Regions from separate parts of the Mus musculus genome. Here region 2 is linked to region 1. The links are chromatin contacts, called in public Hi-C maps. All regions are on one chromosome and are shown on one strand. The core of a region is the stretch at or near the end of the contact, and the rest is flanking DNA. Distances in the headings are between cores, read along the strand shown. Region 1 has its middle 21 kb from the start of Mga. Region 2 holds the start of Mapkbp1 (mitogen-activated protein kinase binding protein 1).

The links. Hi-C and Micro-C count contacts between places; a contact is called where the count stands out from the background.
Region 2: a Hi-C map of liver shows a contact between it and region 1, with 2.1 times the contacts expected there. The contact joins the promoter of Mapkbp1 here to the enhancer-like site in region 1. A contact is called at or near these places in 7 of 39 promoter capture datasets (the 3T3-L1 cell line, cranial neural crest, frontonasal cranial neural crest and 4 more), 2 of 484 Hi-C or Micro-C datasets (liver and muscle stem cells), 4 of 115 datasets of contacts at active chromatin or transcription factors (effector CD8 T cells, embryonic stem cells and memory CD8 T cells) and 2 of 9 other capture datasets (adipose tissue and pancreatic islet).

What each region holds. Positions count from the first base shown.
Region 1 is chr2:119,874,305-119,878,215 of GRCm38.p6, forward strand. It overlaps a transcript of Mga not described here and the pseudogene Gm13998. Among named protein-coding and RNA genes, the nearest start is that of Mga, 21 kb to the right of the region's middle. Within about 2 kb of position 1,852, at least 2 of the 459 cell types and tissues checked have an H3K27ac peak or open chromatin away from gene starts, as enhancers often do. A contact at or near this core is called in liver, where this site is marked.
Region 2 is chr2:119,970,767-119,974,522 of GRCm38.p6, forward strand. Mapkbp1 (mitogen-activated protein kinase binding protein 1) reads left to right here and starts at 1,933. Exons shown (of 30, transcript NM_011941.3): 1 at 1,933-2,402. The coding sequence starts at 2,286.

The DNA of each region.
Region 1 (3,911 bases), core at 602-3,101:
AATTGTATTTTAAATTGTGTCTGTCTGTCTGTCTCTCACTGTCTGTTCTCTAGAAGCCAGAGGCATTGGATACTCGTAGAGCCAGAGTTCCAGGTGGTTGTAAGCTGTCTGATGTGGGTGTAGGAAAGTAAACTCAGGTCCTTTGTAAGACAAGTAAATGTTCTTAGCACTGAACCATCTCCTGCCTTTAGGGCCAATTTTGAAAAAGAAAACAGCATGGGTGTCTTGTATTAATGAAAATACAAAAAAACCCTGTAATAGTCAAAATGTCTAAGTCTAGAAGCATTCTAGAAGGAGAGAGGTTAGACTGGGTCACACATTGCCATCCTGTATCAAAACAAAACAAAACAACAAACAAAAGTTAAGTACTAACCTTGAAGTAGGCAGGACAAAATAATGAATGTAGAAACATATAAATTAATATAGTTTAGTTTTACAGAAGTGACATTTCATATCCTGTGGGAAATGTTCTTTAATCATTTTGGACTATTTAGCTAATCATTTGGGGGAAAAAAACTAAAATTCAGGTGAATCAAGTTCAGGTGAATTAATTATTTGAATATAAAAGGTAAAATTAGAAAATTATTACTCTGGGGCCAAGCGAGTGGTCTGTATACTTGTAATCCCAGTATTTCGGAGGGTAAAGCAGTAAATGATGAATTTTAGGCTACTATGGGCTGCTTAATGAGTCTTGTCTCAAAAAACCCAAGATTACTGCTTTGAAGAAGACTGGGTGGACAGCAGGTGTGACGGCACTCTCCTGCAATCTCAGCACTTGGAAAGCAGAAGCAGAATTGCTTCTTGGTCTTGGCCAAACTGAGCTATAGATGATACCAAATGATCTCAAATGTTTTTCTTAAGGTAGGCAGGATGTCTCAGTGGGTAAAGATATTTACCCTACAGCTGACAGTCTGAATTCAGTCCCTGGAAGGCACATGGTAAAAGGAGAGACCTAGCTTTTCTCTAATTGTCCTCTGACTTTACATGTGCATTGTGGCATGTACCTACATGTATATATTAGCATATATACAAACAATATATACACTATATTGCATATACATATATGCAATGTATTGAAACACACAATAGATAATAAATGTAAACAACCCCCCCTTAAAAAAATTCCTCAGAACCATAAAGATTGGTGGGGAAAAAAAAATCATGTCTTTAAAACTTGCTTTGAGGGGCTGGAGAGATAGCCCAGTGGTTAAGAACACTGGCTGCTCCACCAGAGGTCCTGAGTTCAATTCCCAGCAACCACATGGTGGCTCACAACTGTCTATAATGGTATTTGATGCTCTCTTCTGTCTGATGCTCTCTTCATGAAAATAGAGCACTTATATGTATAAATAAATAAAGATCTAAAAAAAATTAAAGAAAAACAAAACAAAAACAACTTATTTTGAGAAAAGAGTTTTGCTTTGTTGCCCAGATTGGCCTGGAATTTACTATCCTTTTGCCTTGGTCTCCAGAATAGACGGACTGAAGCCTTTGCACCTAGAACATAGTACTTTTTGTAGTTATACTATCGTTCCTGTGGTTTACCATTTTTATTTTTACCTATCTAAATTTATCTCAAACTTGCTAGGTAGCTGAAGCCTGTCTTCAACTCCTGATCTTCCTAGCCTTCTAAATACTGGAATTTCAGGCACATGCCATCATACTAGGCTATAGTTATGTCTTCTTAAGCTCTTGCTTGATGGTTTCTCAGAGTTCTTGATGACTCTGATAGTTTTCTTTCTTTCTTTTTTAAAAGATTTATTTATTTATTTTATGCATATGAGTAGGTTGTCACTGTCTTTAAACACACCAGAAGAGGGCATCAGTTTCCATTACAGATTGTGTAAGCCACCATGTGGTTGCTTGGAATTGAACTCTGGACTTTTGGCAAACCAGTCAGTGCTCTTAACTATTGAGCCATCATCTCTCCAGTCCTCTGATAGTTGTTGTTGTTGGTTTGTTTGTTTGTTTGTTTTTTTTTTTTTGATGAGACAGAGTTGGGGTTTAGTATAGATATTTAAATTATCTATGTATGTGTGTAGACATATGTACATTTGTGTTTTTAGAGACAGAGTTTCTTTGTGTGTGTCTAGCTGTCCTGGAATTCTCCTAGTTCTTTTAATTGTGTGTATATGTGTTTATGTGTGTATGTAGGCATGTTTATGTTGCAGTTGGAGGTTGAAATTGGATATTTTCTTCAATTGCCCCTCTTTTTTTTTTTTTTTTTAAAGACATGCTCTCTTACTGAACCTGGAGCTCATTGATCTTATTGATTTGTCTAGAAGGGATGGCCAGTGAGCTCTGAGAATCCTTCTGTGTCTGTCTCTCAGCACTGGGGTTACAGATGTGAGCTGCTGTGCCCAGCTTTTTTACATGATTTCTGGGGGATTGAATTCAGGTTCTCTGGCCATGCAGCAAGCACTTTACCTAATATTTTTCTTTTATTTTTATTTCACTTATTTTTATTGTGTATGCATTCATCCATTTAGTGTGTGTATGTGTGTGTATATTTGTGTGTGCATATGTAACAGTTCATATGTGAAAGTCAGAGGAACACTTTCAGGAGTTGGTTCTTCCTTCTATGTGGGTCTTGGGACCCAAGCTCAGGCTGACAGGCCAGGGGGGAAGGACCTTTACCCACTGAACTATCTTGATGGCCCTATTCAAAATTTTTTTATTACATTTATTTATTTGTGTGTGTGGGTGCACATATAGCACAACTTGTGTGCTAATTTTCTCATTCTACCATGTGGGTCTCAGGAATTGAACTCAGGTTGTCTGCCTTGTTCTTTTACCCGCTAAGCCATGTCACTAGTTTTATTTTTAAAATAAAATGGGGGAGTATTTAAAATTGATTTCACATTTTAACCTAGTTTAATATTAAAACTGTGGCTCCTGATTGCTGAGATTATAAGCATGAATTAACATCACACTTAACCTAGGCTAACCTTGAACTCCAGTCTCTGCCTCAGACTCCTGAGTTCAGAGATCATATCCCAGATAATGCTGCTGCTGCTGCTCTCCTTTTCCTCTTCCTCCTGTTCTTCCTCTTCCTCTCCAGTTTCTCTTCTCTTTCCTTCCTTCCTTTCTTCCTCCTTTGCTTTCTTCCTTCTTGCTGTTTCCTCCCCTCCCCTCTTCTTATTTTGGTTTATTTATTTATTTACTTTGGTTTTTCGAGACAGGGTTTCTCTGTGTAGCCCTGGCTGTCCTGGAACTCACTCTATAGACCAGGCTGGCCTTGAAAATCCACCTGCCTCTGCTACCCAAGTGCTGGGATTAAAGGCATGTGCCACCACCGCTCGGTGTGGTTTATTTTTAAAATGTGTGTATTGACTGCTTTGTCTGAATGTATGTGCCTGGTGCTCTCAGAGGTCAAAAGAAGGTGTTATATTCCCCTGGAACTGGAGTTATGAATGGTTGTGAGTCAGCACGTGTATGCCGGGGATCATCTATGATCATTGAACAAGATTTCCAGCCTCAAGATAATGCTTTTTTTTTTTTTTTTTTTTAAGCACAAACACGTTTATTTACTAACCAAAGGGATGATCCTGGGTAAACCAAGTTTGACATGAAGTTCCATGTAAAGTGTTTGTGATAAAGAGAACTCAACAGTCATGAAAAATAAAACCAAAGAAGTGAAACGGTTTGCTGTTTATGACCACTAATTGAATTGAGCATATTCACTCCTACAGCTAACTCCTGTCCAGGATGACGAGGAAGCCCTCATTGCACCTTCTCATAGACCCGAGTGCACCACAATCATCCTTCAGTTTTCTCATTATCATGTTCTCCTTCCCTTCCCGTTGCTGGTGCTGGACCAGGCACCGTCTTTGAAGGTGCAGACCGTCTCAGTTTTTCTGCCATCAGCTGTAGTTTCATCAAACTTCTCTCCCAGGGTACAAGAGAACAGG
Region 2 (3,756 bases), core at 683-3,182, 97 kb after region 1:
ATTTGTTAGCAATGTACAGCAGCTTTGTGAGTAGGTCAAATCGCAGATGATTAATGGTGCCGAGTTAATATAGTTAGAGGTGATCATTCTTGTCTTCGGGTCTAGGCGGTAAAATTGGAAGTACCATTTTAGTTTCCTAAAATCTATAATGTGTGGCTTTAGGCGTCCAGTTGCTGTTGACATTTGTATCCAATACGTAGCTATATAGTACACAGGTACCTTCCTGTTTGAACACAGATTGTGCAAGTACCACTAAACTTTTTTGTTTGTTTTTTGTTTTTTCGAGACAGGGTTTCTCTGTATATCCCTGGCTGTCCTGGAACTCACTTTGTAGACCAGGCTGGCCTCGAACTCAGAAATCCGCCTGCCTCTGCCTCCCAAGAGCTGGGATTAAAGGCATGTCCCACCACCGCCCGGCCACTAAACCATTTTTTAAGGATCCTTCCCTCTAACTACCATTTTCCTCAGCAGTTCCTACGGTCTGGAATGGGGGACATGTCAGTGTACTGTTCTAGTTGGGTACAGGCCTTTTGGCTTAAGCTAGCCTTTTCAGAAGGCAGTTTTATTTTATTTAAAGAAATTATGTGTTTGGGTGTTTTGCTTGGTGCCTATGATGGAGGCCAAAAGAGGGAGACAAATCCCTGGGAACTGTTGTGATATGCCATAAGGGTGCTGGTAAATTAAACCTGAGTCTTATGAAAAGAAGCCAGCGCTCTTAATCACCAATCCATCTGTCCAGCGCTCCCCAACCCCCAAGGTAATTTCTTGAAGTAGTAGCTAGATGAAAAATTCTAGCCAACTTACAAATCTATGAAGCATGAGTATGTGGTATTTCCCCTATCTCCATGAGCTAGAACAAAACAAAACAAACAAAACCTGATAGCAGCAAACTTTGACATCGGTGTCAGCCCTAGGGGTGTTTGCAATTTTTGAAAAGACAGAAAAGATCTGGAGTAGCAAAAATACTGTTAATGCTGTTAACAGTATTTCTTGTTAAATGCTATAAGGACGTTGGCAGCTAAGGAAATGATGGATTATATCATGGGTGCCTTTTCAGTTCACAACCTACCCTAAGGCTCTATTTTGAGGCTTGAGTCTTCCATCACTGATAGATTAAGTTCAAAAGTGTGTAAATTGAGTTACTCTGCGTGAGTCATTGTGTTAGGCTGGCCGGAATCAGAAACGATTCCAACTGCGTTAAATCCCAGCACTTGGAATGGAAAGGAGTTCTTTTGGCAGCATCCCAAACCCCCCCCCTCCTTTTTTTTTTTTTTTTTTTTTTTTTTTATGAGTTAGGAATTAAATTTCAGCCGTAATCTCCTAGGCCCACCAAATATCAATCTTAGGCCTGGAGGCGTGGTTATCAAAGTTCTCTAAGAGGACCATGCCTGATAATACCGTAAAAGGCCAGGTTCTCTCAATTCTAAAGCAATATTACATTGACCTTCCTTTAGGAGCGGTACCCACAATTATACTGTGCAGAATCCGAGACCTCTGCGTTCTTGGTTCATTCCTTGGTTCCGCCCCCATAGGCATCAGTCGTCCAATCGGGAACCAATCTGCCACAGACCGCACCCCCTTTACTAGGCCCCGCCCTCCCAGCGCAGCTCGGCCCAGGCTCTAGTTCGCGTTTTGAGCCGCTGGTGCCACCATAGCTACTGCTGCGGCTGCGGCAGCAGAGCTGAAGCCGTCGATCGCGATGCCGGAGGGCGCTGTGAGCTGGGCCCCAGCGAACGGGGGCGCTGACGAGTAGTAGGGTTTCTGAAGTAGGCAGTGGGTGTGGGGGGCTAAAACGGAGCTCCCAAGACTCGGGTGCGGGAGGGAGCTTCTCGCATCGGCTCGGGCCAGCGTGAGCCCGGCGGCCAGCTCGGTGCTTCGGCCCCTTGCCCAGTGGCTTCGGAGGCCTCCTCCCTTGGACACCTCAGTTACCATGGGAACACTTGGGCTGTAACCGGCGCCCGACTGGTCACTAGTTCATCCGATTCTTCAGTTAAACGCCTCTGGCAGGTGTGGGCCTGACATTTCTTCACTCCAGGGGTCGTCCTCCCCTTGTAAAAAAAAATCTAGCAGGCTAGGGTGGGGATGGGGAGTGGGAAAGCGCAGGGCAATGCCCAGAGTAAGAGTTGGTGACAAGCAGAAGACACCTACTGTGATGATAAGGTTGCTTCTGCCATCTCAGGCCAGTGAAAGTGCATATCCGAAGGCTGTGTTGAACGAGAAGGCAGTACCGCTGTTGAGACAAGTCCAAAGGCTAGGCCAGGGACTGTCCTTAGGGGCTCCTCGTTATGATGGCTGGAGAAGGGTCAACCATTACTAGCCGTATCAAGAACTTGCTGAGGTCTCCATCCATCAAATTACGCAGAAGTAAAGCAGGAAACCGGAGAGAGGACCTCAGCTCCAAGGTGAGTCCTGTTGGGAGCCACCTCTTACCTACTCTGTCCTCTCCTGCACTTCGTTCCTTTTTTTTACCTTTCTCTTTCTTGAGGGGCAGGAAGGGGGTGGAAGAATGAAATTTCTCTGTTGGCTTTAAAAGATCATATACGCTTATCTTTGACGACCTGATTTGAAGTTGGAAGAACAGCAGGCGTGGGTGGGCATGCTGAGACGCAGCCATGGCTTGAAGAAGGGCATAGGAAGGCAAACTGGGTTTAACAGGGCCTCAGTTTAAACTAAGTGTGTGCTTGGGAAACAAGTTGACATTTTATGACTCAGTTTCTCTTCTTAGAAGAGTACAGTGAGATCACATATTCTGTAAAGGACCTAGCTGTGACTAATGTATTAGTGTAACAGTTGGGGTTATAATGCCAGACTGTACAACAGAAAGAATATACTAATACACTTCATCTAAGAGAGCAAAACAATTTTTTGACAAGCTTAGTGATGCATGCCTGTAATCCCAGCACTAGGGAGTCAGAGGCAAGTTCAGCCTGGTCTATATAACAATTTCCAGGGGGAGCCAGGGCTACATAGTGATACCCTGTCATGTTCAAAGATGTAGAAGATTGGGCTGGCAAGATTGGACTGGTAGAGACCTTTGCCAACAAGCCTGATCTGATTTTGATTCCTCGGACCCACATGGTGGAAGGAGTAAACCAACTCCTGGAAGTAGTTCTCTGATCTCCACATGTGCATGCACATATGCAGGGGAAGAAATAAATGTAAAATGGTTTATCTCTTTAAGATACTTAAGTTGCTGGGCTAGAGCGATGGCTCAGTGGTTAAGAGCATTGGCTGCTCTACCAGAGGTCCTGAGTTCAATTCCCAGCAACCACATGGTGGCTCACAACCATTTATAATGAGGTCTGATGCCCTCCCTCTTCTGGCATGCAGGTGTACATGCAGATAGAGCAATCATATCCATAATATAATATAAATAAAGATACTTAAGTTGCTTTAACTGGAACGTCTTGGTTTCTCGTGATAACATGAAGGAGCCACGTGTGTGTGCCAGAAAGGCAGCTCTCCTGGTCTGTCCTTGTGGCACTGCTCATTCTGAGCATTGTATGCCAGCATCCTTCTTCTGGGCAGACGTTCATCCATCTTCCATTCTTATACATGTCTGGGATTTGGTCCTTATACTTTTTTTTTTATTTGTTTGGTTTTGTTTCAAGGCAGGCTCTTGTTACACAGTCCTGGATGGGTTCGAACTATAAACTTGTGCCACAGCCTTCTGAGTGCTGGGATTGCTGGCATGCCCAGCTCATATTTTATTCAGTTTTGAGACTCATCACAATTTGGGGCATACAAAAGTAGAAT